2 separate regions of the Xenopus laevis genome follow, and region 1 is linked to region 2. A link is a contact called in public Hi-C data. All regions are on one chromosome and are shown on one strand. Each heading gives the region's core, a stretch centred on a gene start, on an enhancer-like site or on the middle of the called end of the contact. The rest is flanking DNA. Distances are from core to core; before and after follow the strand shown. Region 1 overlaps vav2.L (guanine nucleotide exchange factor VAV2). Region 2 holds the start of vav2.L (guanine nucleotide exchange factor VAV2).

The links. A called contact is a pair of places that touch in the nucleus more often than the background predicts.
Region 1: a Hi-C map of the XTC cell line shows a contact between it and region 2, with 3 times the contacts expected there. The contact joins the enhancer-like site here to the promoter of vav2.L in region 2. A contact is called at or near these places in 2 of 4 Hi-C or Micro-C datasets (the XL177 cell line and the XTC cell line).

The regions. Positions count from the first base shown.
Region 1 is chr8L:5,736,973-5,744,301 of Xenopus_laevis_v10.1, forward strand. It overlaps vav2.L (guanine nucleotide exchange factor VAV2), which reads left to right. Exons shown (of 31, transcript XM_041572356.1): 3 at 2,096-2,154; 4 at 7,300-7,329. Among protein-coding and RNA genes, the nearest start is that of LOC108698198, 25 kb to the right of the region's middle. Within about 2 kb of position 5,434, at least 1 of the 7 cell types and tissues checked has an H3K27ac peak or open chromatin away from gene starts, as enhancers often do.
Region 2 is chr8L:5,642,725-5,649,187 of Xenopus_laevis_v10.1, forward strand. It overlaps vav2.L (guanine nucleotide exchange factor VAV2), which reads left to right and starts at 2,498. Exons shown (of 31, transcript XM_041572356.1): 1 at 2,498-3,452. The coding sequence starts at 3,246.

The DNA of each region.
Region 1 (7,329 bases), core at 4,184-6,683, 97 kb after region 2:
ATGCGTCTGCTTAATGAATGCCTGCGGGCATCTACTGTCTCCTGCCACTTTAGGAGCCATAAAATGAGAGTATTGGGCATCAACAGTGTAACGTCAGCCCGATTTGTCTTCATACATAATTTATGTTCCACCCCGGAGGGCATTTACCCCTACTGCCCCGAGAAGCCAACAGCCTTCCCATCACCCAGCTAAGAAACGCCTTTCATGTGGTTCCTTTTCTCTGTAATAAATGGCCCCTCGTCACACAAGTCATTCCAACTGCAGGAACAGACTCCCAATACACCTGACTGACATCTCAATCAGGCTCAACAGATGAGAGAGAAAGGTCAGCCATGTTTATTTTCCAACTGTGAATGGCACAGAAATGTGATACAGTGAGATTGAGGGGAGAAACAGTATAAGGAGCTGGTTATATAGTGTATATATACAGAGATGTGATACAGTGAGAGACAGTATAAGGGGCTGGTTATATAGTGTATATATACAGAGATGTGATACAGTGAGAGACAGTATAAGGGGCTGGTTATATAGTGTATATATACAGAGATGCGATACAGTGAGAGACAGTATAAGGGGCTGGTTATATAGTGTATATATACAGAGATGCGATACAGTGAGACAGTATAAGGGGCTGGTTATATAGTGTATATATACAGAGATGCGATACAGTGAGAGACAGTATAAGGGGCTGGTTATATAGTGTATATATACAGAGATGTGATACAGTGAGAGACAGTATAAGGAGCTGGTTATATAGTGTATATATACAGAGATGTGATACAGTGAGAGACAGTATAAGGGGCTGGCTATATAGTATATATATACAGAGATGCGATACAGTGAGAGACAGTATAAGGGGCTGGTTATATAGTGTATATATACAGAGATGCGATACAGTGAGAGACAGTATAAGGGGCTGGTTATATAGTGTATATATACAGAGATGCGATACAGTGAGAGACAGTATAAGGGGCTGGTTATATAGTGTATATATACAGAGATGCGATACAGTGAGAGACAGTATAAGGGGCTGGTTATATAGTGTATATATACAGAGATGCGATACAGTGAGAGACAGTATAAGGGGCTGGTTATATAGTGTATATATACAGAGATGCGATACAGTGAGAGACAGTATAAGGGGCTGGTTATATAGTGTATATACACAGAGATGTGATACAGTGAGAGATAGTATAAGGAGCTGGTTATATAGTGTATATATACAGAGATGTGATACAGTGAGAGATAGTATAAGGGGCTGGTTATATAGTGTATATATACAGAAATGTGATACAGTGAGAGACAGTATAAGGGGCTGGTTATATAGTGTATATATATATATATATATATATATATATATATACAGAGATGTGATACAGTGAGAGACAGTATAAGGGGCTGGTTATATAGTGTATATATACAGAGATGTGATACAGTGAGAGACAGTATAAGGAGCTGGTTATATAGTGTATATATATACAGAGATGTGATACAGTGGGAGACAGTATAATGTGCTGGTTATATAGTATATATATACAGTGATACCAATTTATATACCAATTTCCTAACAAGCTCGTTAGCAGCCTTTGCTCTCAGGCCACGCTTTTTGTTCACCTGGCGGGTGAGGGGAATGACATCTCTGCTGAGACACCAAATCAGCCAGAACCTCATGGGGCCGGTCCCTCTGTCTGTAACGAGGTTTTATTTCATTAATGTCCTATTTATGTTCCAGCCATTGAACCAATCAGAAAGCCTTGCAGACATGCAAATAACTTTTCCACTTCGGCGCTCTCCCTTTATCACCCGAGTGCAATTACATCTCCCACGCACTTGTACTAAAACCTCCAGCACTTTGTCATTGATATTGGGGATGGATCCACCCATGGGGGAGTTGAGCAGTGTTGCTAATCTGGCGCAGTGGTGCATGCGGGCGCTGATCACTAGACTATTATATGGGGATGCATTAGTGCAGCGCAGTATCTCATCAGTAACTGAGGGGCTGAATTATCCGATATACTGACGCATTTCTCCCCCCGCTACAGGTAATGTTATCTCCCCTCGCTAATGACTTTCTTTTGCTATTTTTGTGTTGCAGGTGATCGCTGCTTTGTCCAAGATTTCCTACCACAACATTGCCCAAACCAAGGGGATTCGGTAAGTATCTAATATCGCTTCCTAATAATGTCTGTCTGAAAACAATCCCCTAACCCATTACAGCCAATCAGCAGCGTTTACCAGTCTGTCTGGCTGCTGTAGGAAAAGTCTGATCATGATGTTGCTTATTTCCCGTAGTACTCAGCAAGGTTTGGGGATGCAGGTCAAGTAACGTCAGCCTGTGTCCAGGCTAAGCTAAGGCACCTGTTGAAGGTCCAAACGTTGGCCAGTGCCCCCCCAGAAGGTCCAGATTTTGGTCATTGCTACCCTTGAAGGTCCAACTTTTGGTTAATGCCCCCCAGAAGGTCCAGATTTTGGTTAGTGCCTCCCTTGAAGGTCTAGCTTTTTGGGCAGTGCCTCCCTTGAAGGTCTAGGTATTGGGCAGTGCCTCCCTTGAATGTCCAGCCTTTGGTCAGTGCCCCATTGAAGGCCCAACCATTGGGTAGTTCCCTCCTAGAAGGTCCCTCCTTTGGTCAGTGCCTTCCTTGAAGGTCCAGCTTTCAGTCTGTGTACCCCTTAAATGCCCAACCATTGGTCACTGCCCACCTAGAAGGTCCAACCTTTGTCATTCTCCCTTTAAAGGTCCAACCTTTGGTCAGTGCTTCCCTTGAATGTCCAACTTTTGGTCAGTGCTTCCCTTGAATGTCCAACTTTTGGTCAGTGCTTCCCTTGAATGTCCAACTTTTGGTCAGTGCTTCCCTTGAACGAATCTTTGGTCAGTGCTTCTCTTGAATGTCCAACTTGTGGTTAGTGCTTCCCTTGAATGAACCTTTGGTCAGTGTCTCCCTTGAATGTCCATCCTTTGGTCAGTGCCTCCCTTGAATGTCCATCCTTTGGTCAGTGTTCCTTTTGAAGGTATAACCTTTGATCAGTGCTCCCCTTGAAGGTCCAACTTTTGGTCACAGACCCCTATTGAAGTGTGTATGAGTGGCTGGTGGAAGAGCTTGATGGTTCCTGTTAGATGGCGGTTGGTCTGTTTCCTATTACACCCCCACACACGGCTAGACACAATATCTCATAGATTCAGCCGGCAGGACCACACCTCAGTGTTTATATATTCTTCTGTAATTTAACTCCACATTAAATCCATCAGGGCCCTTTCCACCAGAATCAGGGAGTGTGTCTGTGTTTTGTGAGAGACTCGGCAGCTGTTACACTGAACTGAAACATTCAACTGTGTGTGTGTAAACTTTCCTACAAGGCGTGCGGCTTCTGCACCCCGGGAAGTGCTTTCCTACAGATGCCGTCATTTCATTAGGGCTCTTTAAGGGAAGATTCACAATGGTGCAGTGCTTGGCATTAATGACTCCTCCCTCATTAATCAGACACCTACATTGTATCTACCTGTCCCACCTTTGTGTTGTCTATCTTTCCCTGTGCCACCTTCTCAAGTGTGTTCCTGGCCCCATGTCTCCCCATTCTGCCCCTTTCCTTGCCCAATGGTAATTTTCCACTGCTTGCTACTCCATCCTTGCCTTATCAGCTACTTTATAATTTGCATAACATGGCTACCCTCCTAGCAAATGTCCAAAAGAACATCCAGAGACCAATAACCAAGCGAGGAAGCTCCAGTGCCGAGGGATCGGAGACTGAATTTTCCTTCTCCTGTTTACTTGGGGGACCTTCCTTTTACTTCCATTCTGCACTTAGACTTTCCCCTCTTCGAGAGCAAATGGCTATGTTGGACAAATGGCTATGTTGGACAATTCTCACCCCAGCTAGCCTTCCGTCTTAGTGCTCCCTCCAAACCCACCCCAGGAGTGCAATACCCACATTTTGGCAACTACTGTTATGGTTCAGGGGACAAATAAAATAAAAACATCTCCTGATAATCCGCCTACACATTTTTATTTGAGTTTCGCTTGCCTCCCTTTGTGGTTTCTGGCTACACATCCATTGTATCCCTCTCACACCTTCTCACTCTCGATTATCTGTTATCACACGTTGCTTGTCATCTCCAGCCCTGTCTAACATGCTGTGCGTCTTTCCCCGGGAGCTGTCAAGTCTCTTGTGGCACCTTTTTAATAAACGCAGTGAAGAGGTACAGGCGAGTGTTACTGATCCGACCAGCTCGCTACTGTTTGTCCTTATCGATGCTCATGAAAGCCAATCATGATGGTCACTTTGAAGATAAAAAGTATTCTTGATATATTTTTAGGGTGGAATCACTAATACACCAGCAGGTTTGTAACTTTGTTATCTGATAACAGAGGCCCTGAGCTAAGGTTGGACCTCCAAGTGGTTCTTGAACAACCATCTGTCCTTGATGGGGTTTACAAGTCCTTGAAGATTTTGTGAGGGACAGGAGACCTACAGAAGCCACAAGGGATTCCTGGTATTCCATTTTCCCAATTGTTTCACAAACAATTCCAGAGCCCAAATGTCTTCTACACCTACCCCAGCACTGAGAATTCTTAGAAGACCTAGAAGCAATCCACCCACCTAAATGAGGACTTCAGTGAGACTTAATCTCCCCTTGCCTCGGCCTTAAAATTTGTGTAGAAAAATTGGCCAAATCTGTATTGAAAGGAATGGGCAGGGGCCAAGAGGGTGTATGATCACCCAATTATTTCACCTAACCCCCTTTAGGCTCCTTCAGAAGAGAAAATTCCAACTACCCCAAATATCTTGGACTACAGTCTTCATAATAGAAAAAAATCACGCCATCAGATGCCCCGAGGTTTGTCTACTGGAAATTTTTGATGATTTAGTCCCAAGAACGGCATCAAGGATTTTGATTGAAGATGAGTGGCTCAGGAACTCCCTACTTTCTAGATGAATGAATGCTCCCCCTGGCACAGCTAGGAGGTGCCCAATAAAATATAAATTGTGTGCAGAACAGAAAGGAGTCAGTAAGGCATGATGCAAGAGAGGGGAGAAAAAACAACGAGAAGACATGTGGAAATGGCAATGATGGGGCAGAAGAGAAGTGGGCACATATTAGTTGAGCAAATGAAAGAAGAAGCAGGAGGAATAAACCCTACTAACACAACTTTCCAGGCCTTTGTGGTTTCTATAGCTGATCTCCCTCCGTATCCCATAAGCTGAACACCAATGGAAGCCAACCAAATACAAGAAAAAACTGCCAGAGAAATAAAAATCCATTTCCTCTGCCCAAAATATTCTTTTGTGCAGAGGGAGAAACCTCCTACTCGGCTTGTGAAATCTTTCCCAGACTCGCATTCTTCTTTCTCCGAGCCAGCGCTGTGTGGTGGTTCACAGTTCAGGAGTTTGCTCAGCCACCCACGCAGGCTCGGCATGATGGCTGCTGTTTGTCCGTAGGGCCCAGGCACAATGGCAGTTGGAAGGGTGGGGGCTTCTCCTGGATAAAATAAAGGAATGAAGGGGCTGGGGGAAGGAAGAAATATGGCTGGAATGTTTTTGTTTTCAGACAAGCCCCGTGTAACTTGGCACCGGCCGGCCTTATAAGAACATGTTAAACGCTTGCGTGAGCCCACCTGGCACAGTATCTGCAGCCCCGCAACATGGACTCAAACATGGGACCCCAGCACAGTTACATTTCTCTGCAGTCATAAGGGAACAAACAATGCGGCACCCTAATGAGCAACCTTTCCAAAGCACAAGGCCATTCTAGGCCCCTCCACCATTCAGCGGCCGGATACTTTGACATATCTGCACCTTTCTTGGCCCCCGGTATTGGCATCTGAGACCTTCTAATTCTCTAATTCAACTTCTAGATGGTTAATGTCCCAGGGACAGGAAAACAAGACGGCAGAGCAGCGTTTGGACTCATGAAATATTCATGTAACAACATAAAACAGGAAGTGTCCGTCGCCAGCTCCTGCAGATACAGACTCGCCCTGCAGAATTGCACTGGCCGTTACGACTATCCAGATGTGTGATCATAATAAATCCATGACTGGGGGGGGGTGCCTTTTGTATCTTAGGCTTCATGTTTCTTCAAAAGCATTCATATTCATTGAGATGATAGAGCAGAGCATCATGTCAGACATAATTCATAATAGTGCCCTCTGGCATTTCATCTGCCTCCTCTGTCCAACGCCAGGATTATCACTTCCAGTTTAGCACTGCCAAAAAATCAGAAGCTTCCTCATATATAAATATACAGAGAAGGAATGTTCTGGGCTCACAATAAGCTATACCCTCTTACTGTACTGTCTAAGGGAATCAATATGGCACCTCCCTCCTCCCATATGTATAAATACAAATATACAGAGAAGGAATGTTCTGGGCACACAATAAGCTATACCCTCATACTGTACTGTCTAAGGGAATCAATATGGCACCTCCTCCCATATGTATAAATACAAATATACAGAGAAGGAATGTTCTGGGCACACAATAAGCTATACCCTCATACTGTACTGTCTAAGGGAATCAATATGGCACCTCCTCCCATATGTATAAATACAAATATACAGAGAAGGAATGTTCTGGGCACACAATAAGCTATACCCTCATACTGTACTGTCTAAGGGAATCAATATGGCACCTCCCTCCTCCCATATGTATAAATACAAATATACAGAGAAGGAATGTTCTGGGCACACAATAAGCTATACCCTCATACTGTACTGTCTAAGGGAATCAATATGGTATCTCCTATATAACATATATACTCTCATAAAGTAATCTCATTTTAGTGGAAGATTAATCGACAGGATATATTTTCCATGTTTAATATTTGTCTTCTTGGGTGTCCGTGACAGGGAAGTGTTTAACTTTACATCTCGCAAAAAAATAAAGAATTTCGAGGACTGCGATTGGCAGCTGAGGATTCTGTTTATTTCTTTCCTCTTTCTACTGAGAAACTTCACTCTTGGGAGGAACAGGACTGGAGAACAAGCATGAAAATGGCAGTAATTTGGGCACTTGCTCCTTTTCCACATGCACCGTGCATTTATTTTTCCTATACTGGGTGCCTCCTCCTCTCTTCTCTGGCTCAAACAATGAGCCTTCTCTTCTCTCTCTGCCTCTCGTTGCTCCATTCACTTGTAATGCCCATCTCTCATGCCTGCTCCAATGTACTGAGGCCTATATTCGGTTTATAATGTACCTCTCAAATTAAAGTATATTACAAGTGACCAAGTTCCTTGACCGTATAATAAATGGTATATTGACATGGACCTCAGTTTCTGATGTTTCTTCTCTTCTCCATTGCAGGCCTTTCCCTTCAGAAGACACAACAGAGAA
Region 2 (6,463 bases), core at 1,248-3,747:
TAAATTTGAACATTTAAAGGCGGGGCTGGAGTTGTAGAAGAGTTCAGGCAGTTACAATTCACATATAAAAAACACTATTTTCCAGAGAGCAAAGTTTAGAAGCAACCCCGGTGCTGTTATCATAATTGCTTGCCATGCCTGTCTGTCATACAATGTGCCTTGTCTAGAGGACTTATTATACACTATGTGCCTCTTCCTGTGGCTTTTAGCCTCTCTTATCTCTTAGTTGTCTATTCATTCCTTTTGCACAATGCCCTCTCCAATGACTTCTGGCTCTTCACAGTAGTTTAGCAGAGCAGATTTCCAGTTTCTCTCTCCCACACAATATCCTTGATTTTTTAGTTTCCCTTTTTTTTTTGCCTCTCCCTTCCTGATTTCTCCTCCCACCGCCAACTCCAGAGTTAACAAAGATAGCCCTGTGTATAGGCCTCTAATGATCCAGCGGGCTCATTTCAATTCACTTTCTCATGCCTGGGAGGATATCTAGGCACTTTGTGATTCCCCCTTAGCCACAGGAATATTTTTAAAGGGGAACTAGAGTAACATAAAAAAAATAATTGTGCACACACATATAAATTACAAGATAGCAAGATGAAAGTGTGGAAATATCAGCCAAAAACAGTGGCACAGATATAATATATATATATATATATATATATATATATACAGATACAAGAGTCCTCTGCACTCAACCAAGGACAAAGGGCAGCCAAGTATGGGGGTTTACTTTGAAAGCAGCAAGTAAGTTGCAGGTAAAACTTAGTCCCTTTGTAAAATGTATAATGAAGCAATAGAATTCTTAATGAATCAAATGAAAATTGAGCATAGGACTGGCCAGATATGGGATGACTTTGACGTAGTTGGCCAGCTTAAATATATTGCAATATATGGACAAACAATCCCTGTTTTGTTTAAAGGGTAAGGCATTTTTTAGTAGCAGTATGCACAAAATGTCTCTGTCTTAAATATATTGATAATGGGTTGAGTGCAGAGGAATCTTGTATTTGTCTATATGTATTTTGTGGTCACACCCTCATTGCACCCCCGCCTAATGGTTTTAAAAAATAGTGGTGAGCACAACTTTCCCTTGTTTGTTATATATATATATATATATATATATATATATATATATATATATATATATATATATATATATATATATATATATATATATATATATATATATATATATATATATTTATATATAGTGAATAAACTACCCCCTCTTGTAAAATATAAGGATATTATAAGTTACCGAGGAGTTTCATGACCATATAAAAAGACGAGGCTGAAGGCCGAGTGTTTTTATACAGGTCATGGAACTCCGAGTTAACTTCTAATATCCTCATATTTTACAACTGGGGGTACTTTATTTATTATAATACACAAATTTCAGTGAGTCATGTGACAGAAATGACATCAGAACTCACCGTTTATAACTGATGACATCAGAACTCACCATTTATAAGGCTATAATTTACAAGATATTCATGGCTTTTGTTTATTTTGTGTATATATATATATATATATATATATATATATGTGTGTATGTAGCACCGGTACCAATTCAGGGATATAATGTTTTATAGAAGTGACAATGGGACACTCGGGCAGCACCGGTACCAATTCAGGGATAGAATGTTCTGTGTTAGTGACAATGGGACAGGGCCCACACACCCCCGGCAGCCTGTGCGTGCCCATGCAGAGGGGGCGGGGCCCAGCTGCGCGTCACGCACCAGGGCCCGCCCCCCTCCAGTTACGCTACTGCCCACAGGGATACCAGGAAAACTCTGGATGGGCCCAGGTGTCAGGAGGCCCTTGTGCTTAGTAATGTGCGGGCCGACCTGAGGCCCGTGGGACCCGTGGGTCGGGCGGGTTTGGGCCGACCCCTGGACAAAATGTGCGGGTCGTGGGCAGGTCAAGCTCTTCTCCTGCTCTCCCCGTCGCGGCCTAGCACTGCCGGCTTCCGGTGACGGGATTTATAGACTTCCGCCTGCCCCGACCCTTTTGTGACGTCACTGCGGGGCGGCGCGGGTCTATAAATAAAGGGGAGTAGCAGGCCCGGGTCGGATGCGGGTAGGGAGCGGACGGGTTAGGGTCGGTGCGGGACGAGAAATTCTCTACCCGCACATCACTACTTGTGCTGCTAAACATTTGGCCTATTTCATGGCCATTCCCTATTTCTATGAGAACAGAAGCTAAATAGATGGAATAATAGATTATAGTATGTAAAGAAAAGAGACTGGGAGAATAGAGGTTGAGTGAGGAGAATAATAATAGTACTGAGAGTGGGAATAATAATAGTACTGAGGTTTTTGGGTGGGTCCCTGGTGTCCCAGTCCGACACTGAGGCAGCACCGGTACCAATTCAGAGATATAAGAAGCGACAATAGAACTTCACATGTAAAGCTGTTACCGTCAGCCACGCCCCCTTTCGTGACACCACGCCTCCTTCCCGGATAAACACGCCCGCTCTCTGACACCAGCCCTTAAAGCGCGTTCTGGGTGCGTGAGCGCGCGCTGAGTTAAGGTACAGCTTGTGGGGACGGGGTCCGGCGGAGTGTGGCAGCGGCAAGAGAAGAGTTGTGTAGAAGCCGTGGAACCCTGTCTCCTCCCCGGTGCCAAGCAGTGAGTGTATGTGATCCTGACAATGCTCAGGCTGGACTGAGAGACCCCAAGGCACCCCAGCGACACAAGGCAAGGGTGAGTCCCTGATTGTACTAGGACCTGGCCAGACAAGGGTTAATCAGCTGAAGTCTCCGCCCCTCGCTGGGTGCATTGAGCCGGGACTGTGAGGGTTAAGCCCAATACGAGAGGCAGCGGCTGATCCCCAGCAACTATTCCTGACTTACATAGGGTTAATGAGCAGGAAAGTGGCTTCGTCCTTATACAGCTGCTGGAAGTGATCTGAAAGGGTTAACAAAGCTCAGAGTCACAGTAGCTGGGGAAGGGTTAATACGCAACGTGACCCCCTGGGCTGATCAGAAGCGGCTTCTGCAGGGTGGAAAGGGTTAAGGGACCTTCAATTGGGACAGTGCTGCTTGACCCTATTGATACCCCCAGAGGAGCAGCTTGGTTGCCTGAGACGCCTCCTGGGCTAAGAGATGGACCCCCATACTCGCTGCATGACTAGAGGACACCCACTGGCCATTTGATTGTCCCTCTCCCGGACTGTGATCTTGTGAGTGGCCGAGAGGGGGGATCCCTTGCCTCGTTTCTCCGTGGGGATTCCTGGGCTTGCCAACATGACTGAGGGCTGGAGACAGTGTGGACTGTGGCTGATCGACTGCAAAGTTCTCCCCGTGGACCACCGGGTGGTGTGGCCGTCTGCCGTGGTCTTTGACCTGGCCCAAGCTCTGCGGGATGGAGTCCTGCTCTGTCAGCTGCTGCACAACCTCTCCCCTGGATCTATAGACCTCAAGGACATCAACTTCAGACCCCAGATGTCACAGGTAACTATAGCTCGGGGGGTGACAATGGGGTTTCATAACTGTGATTTCTGCTTCTCTTTGTTCTGCGAACCTCGTATTTCCCCCTCCCTTCCCAAAGCCACCATCGTGTGGGCTACCCTGTGGCTTATTGTCTGAAACCTAAAAGACGGGCTTTATATTTGCATCAGCGCTGCAATCTCATCACCTGCGATCAGCATGCGGAGCCCTGCCGCACTGCAGGAAACCACTCGCAATATTCCTTTTATTCGCACTCTCCTCATCTGAACATAACCTCACTCCTGGGGTGATCATTAAACGGCATCACCACCCAAAAATACTTCTTGTTTGCTTAATAAAAGGAAATCGTATTCCAAGCAACTTCCTAAAAGACATCCATTCCTCACGTGTGTTAAAGTTATGTGCAAATGTCATTTTTATAGACAGCGTTCTCGCTGCACTGTTGGTTCTGACCCCTGAAACAGACCTAGGGGAGAGCTTGGCTACATTGTTTCAAGAACCAGACAACTGAAATGCCACTTTCAGCTGCAATGACAGTTAAAAGGGTAGTTCACTTTTACATTAACTTTTAGTATGTTATAGAATGGCCAATTCTAAGCAATTTTTCAATTGGCCATTGTTTATTTTTTATTTGTTCTAACTCTTTCCAGCTTTCAAATGGGAGTCACTGACCCCAATTAAAAACAAATGTATTGTTATTGTTACTTTTTATTACTTGTCATTCTATTCAGGCCTCTGCTGTTCATATTCCAGTCTCTTATTGTAATCACTGCATTGTTGCTTGGACCCTAGCAACCAGATGGCTGAACATTGCAAACTGGAGAACTGCTGAATAAAAATACCAATAAAAAAACCAATTGCAAAGTGTCTTAGAATATCCCTCTCTACATCATACTAAAACTTAATTTAAAGGTGAACAACCCCTGTAACAAAGTTTGAAGCCACTGAACATTTTTAATGAATGTATATTTTACTTAGGAACATGTTATTCTTTCATTATGCAAGAAATGCAGCCTGTTTTGGGTGGAGTTCCCCTTTAAAATAATCAATGCTTCCTTCATGGATCGCTCAAATGTATCCGTGAAGTAATGTACCACCCACTGTTAAATAGATATGGGGTAGTGTAAATTTTAAGGAGTATCAATCGAGTATTATAAGGTATACTGTAGCCCCTACTGTAAATGATAAGGATATTAGAAGTCACTGAGGGGTTGTTCTGTGACCATATAAAGACACAAGGCTGCAGGCTGAGTTATACAGAAAACTCTGAGTATCACTCATGTATTATAAGGGATAATGTACCCCCTACTGTAAATGATAAGGATATTAGAAGTACTGATGGGTTGTTCTGTGACCATATAAAGGCACAAGGCTGCAGGCTGAGTTATACAGGGAACTCTGAGTATCACTCATGTATTATAAGGGATAATGTACCCCCTACTGTAAATGATAAGGATATTAGAAGTCACACTGCACCACCATGGTACCTGTATGTTATTTAATGGGTGCAGAAGGTATTTAGGATGATGCCATAATAGTAATTAAAAAAAAAAAACATGTTTGTTAGCGGCTTTTTCTCCCCTTTAAGTGGTATCATGGGAAATTGGCACACAAGCAATATTAAGATGCAGGATTGGCATCACTACTCAGAATGGCAGAACGTGTGCCCCAGGGATAATTAGAAATCCTTATCTACTGTGAAACTGCTTGAGAGACAGGAGGGATAAGATCCATCAGTTTATTCAGTGTATTTAGCTGAGTGGGACTCAAAACTGCCGTTCAATGGACCCTGCTGGTCTGAAGTGCTTACAATCTAAATGGCATAGCAGAACAGGGGAAATAACGGGCTCTACTTTTGGGGCTGCATTGAATTTTCCTGTGTTGCTTTGCCTTCTTGTCGTGTTTTATGTGACCTGTGTATTTGAGAGGATACCCAGGTGTTAGAAGGGAGCGTTAACAAGACATTTGGTGCTGCCATATAGTTTGCTGTATAGTATGCACATTTAGAGTGCACTGCATGGATCCAGCAGTTCTTTATTTACACATTATACATCGTTCCCATCACTCCCTTCCCCAGTGAGCTTACAATCTTAGGTCCCAATCATATTCTTATCAGTCCCTGTCCCAGTGAGCTTACAATCTAAGGTCACAATCATATTCTCATTAGCCCCTGCCCCAGTGGAGTTTACAATTTAAGGCCCCTATCACATTCTCATCCATCCCTGCCCCAGTGAACTTACAATCTAAGGTCCCTATCACATTCCCATCAGTCCATGTCCCAGTGAGCTTACAATCTAAGGTCCCTATAACATTCCCATCAGCGCCCAGTGAGCTTACACTCTAAGGTCCCTATAACATTTCCATCAGTCCCTGCCTCAATGGAGCTTACAATCTAAGGTCCCTATCACATTCCCTGTCCCAGTGAGTTTATAATATAAATCCTTATCATATTCTCATCAGTCCCTGCCCCAGTGAGCTTACAATCAAAGGTCCCTATCACATTCCCATTAGCCCCTGCCCCAGTGGAGTTTACAATTTAAGGCCCCTATCACGTTCTCATCCATCCCTGCCCCAGTGAACTTACAATCTAAGGTCCCTATCACATTCCTATCAGTCCATGTCCCAGTGAGCTTACAATCTAAGGTCCCTATCACATTCCCATCAGTCCATGTCCCAGTGAGCTTACAATCTAAGGTCCCTATAACATCCCATCAGCCCCAGTGAGCTTACACTCTAAGGTCCCTATAACATTTCCATCAGTCCCTGCCTCAATGGAGCTTACAATCTAAGGTCCGTATCAGTCACACTAACTAGGGTTGACTTAATTTGGAGCCAATTACCCTGCCTGTGTGATTGGTTTAACCCTGATGAATCATACTTTAAATTTAAAGGGCTAAACCTTGACACAAATTAAAGTGCTGGTTCTTAACCTCAGGCCCCCAGATGTTGCTTGACTACAGTTCTCAACATCCTTCAGATTATGATTAAACACCCCCCCCCTCTCCACCCTACTG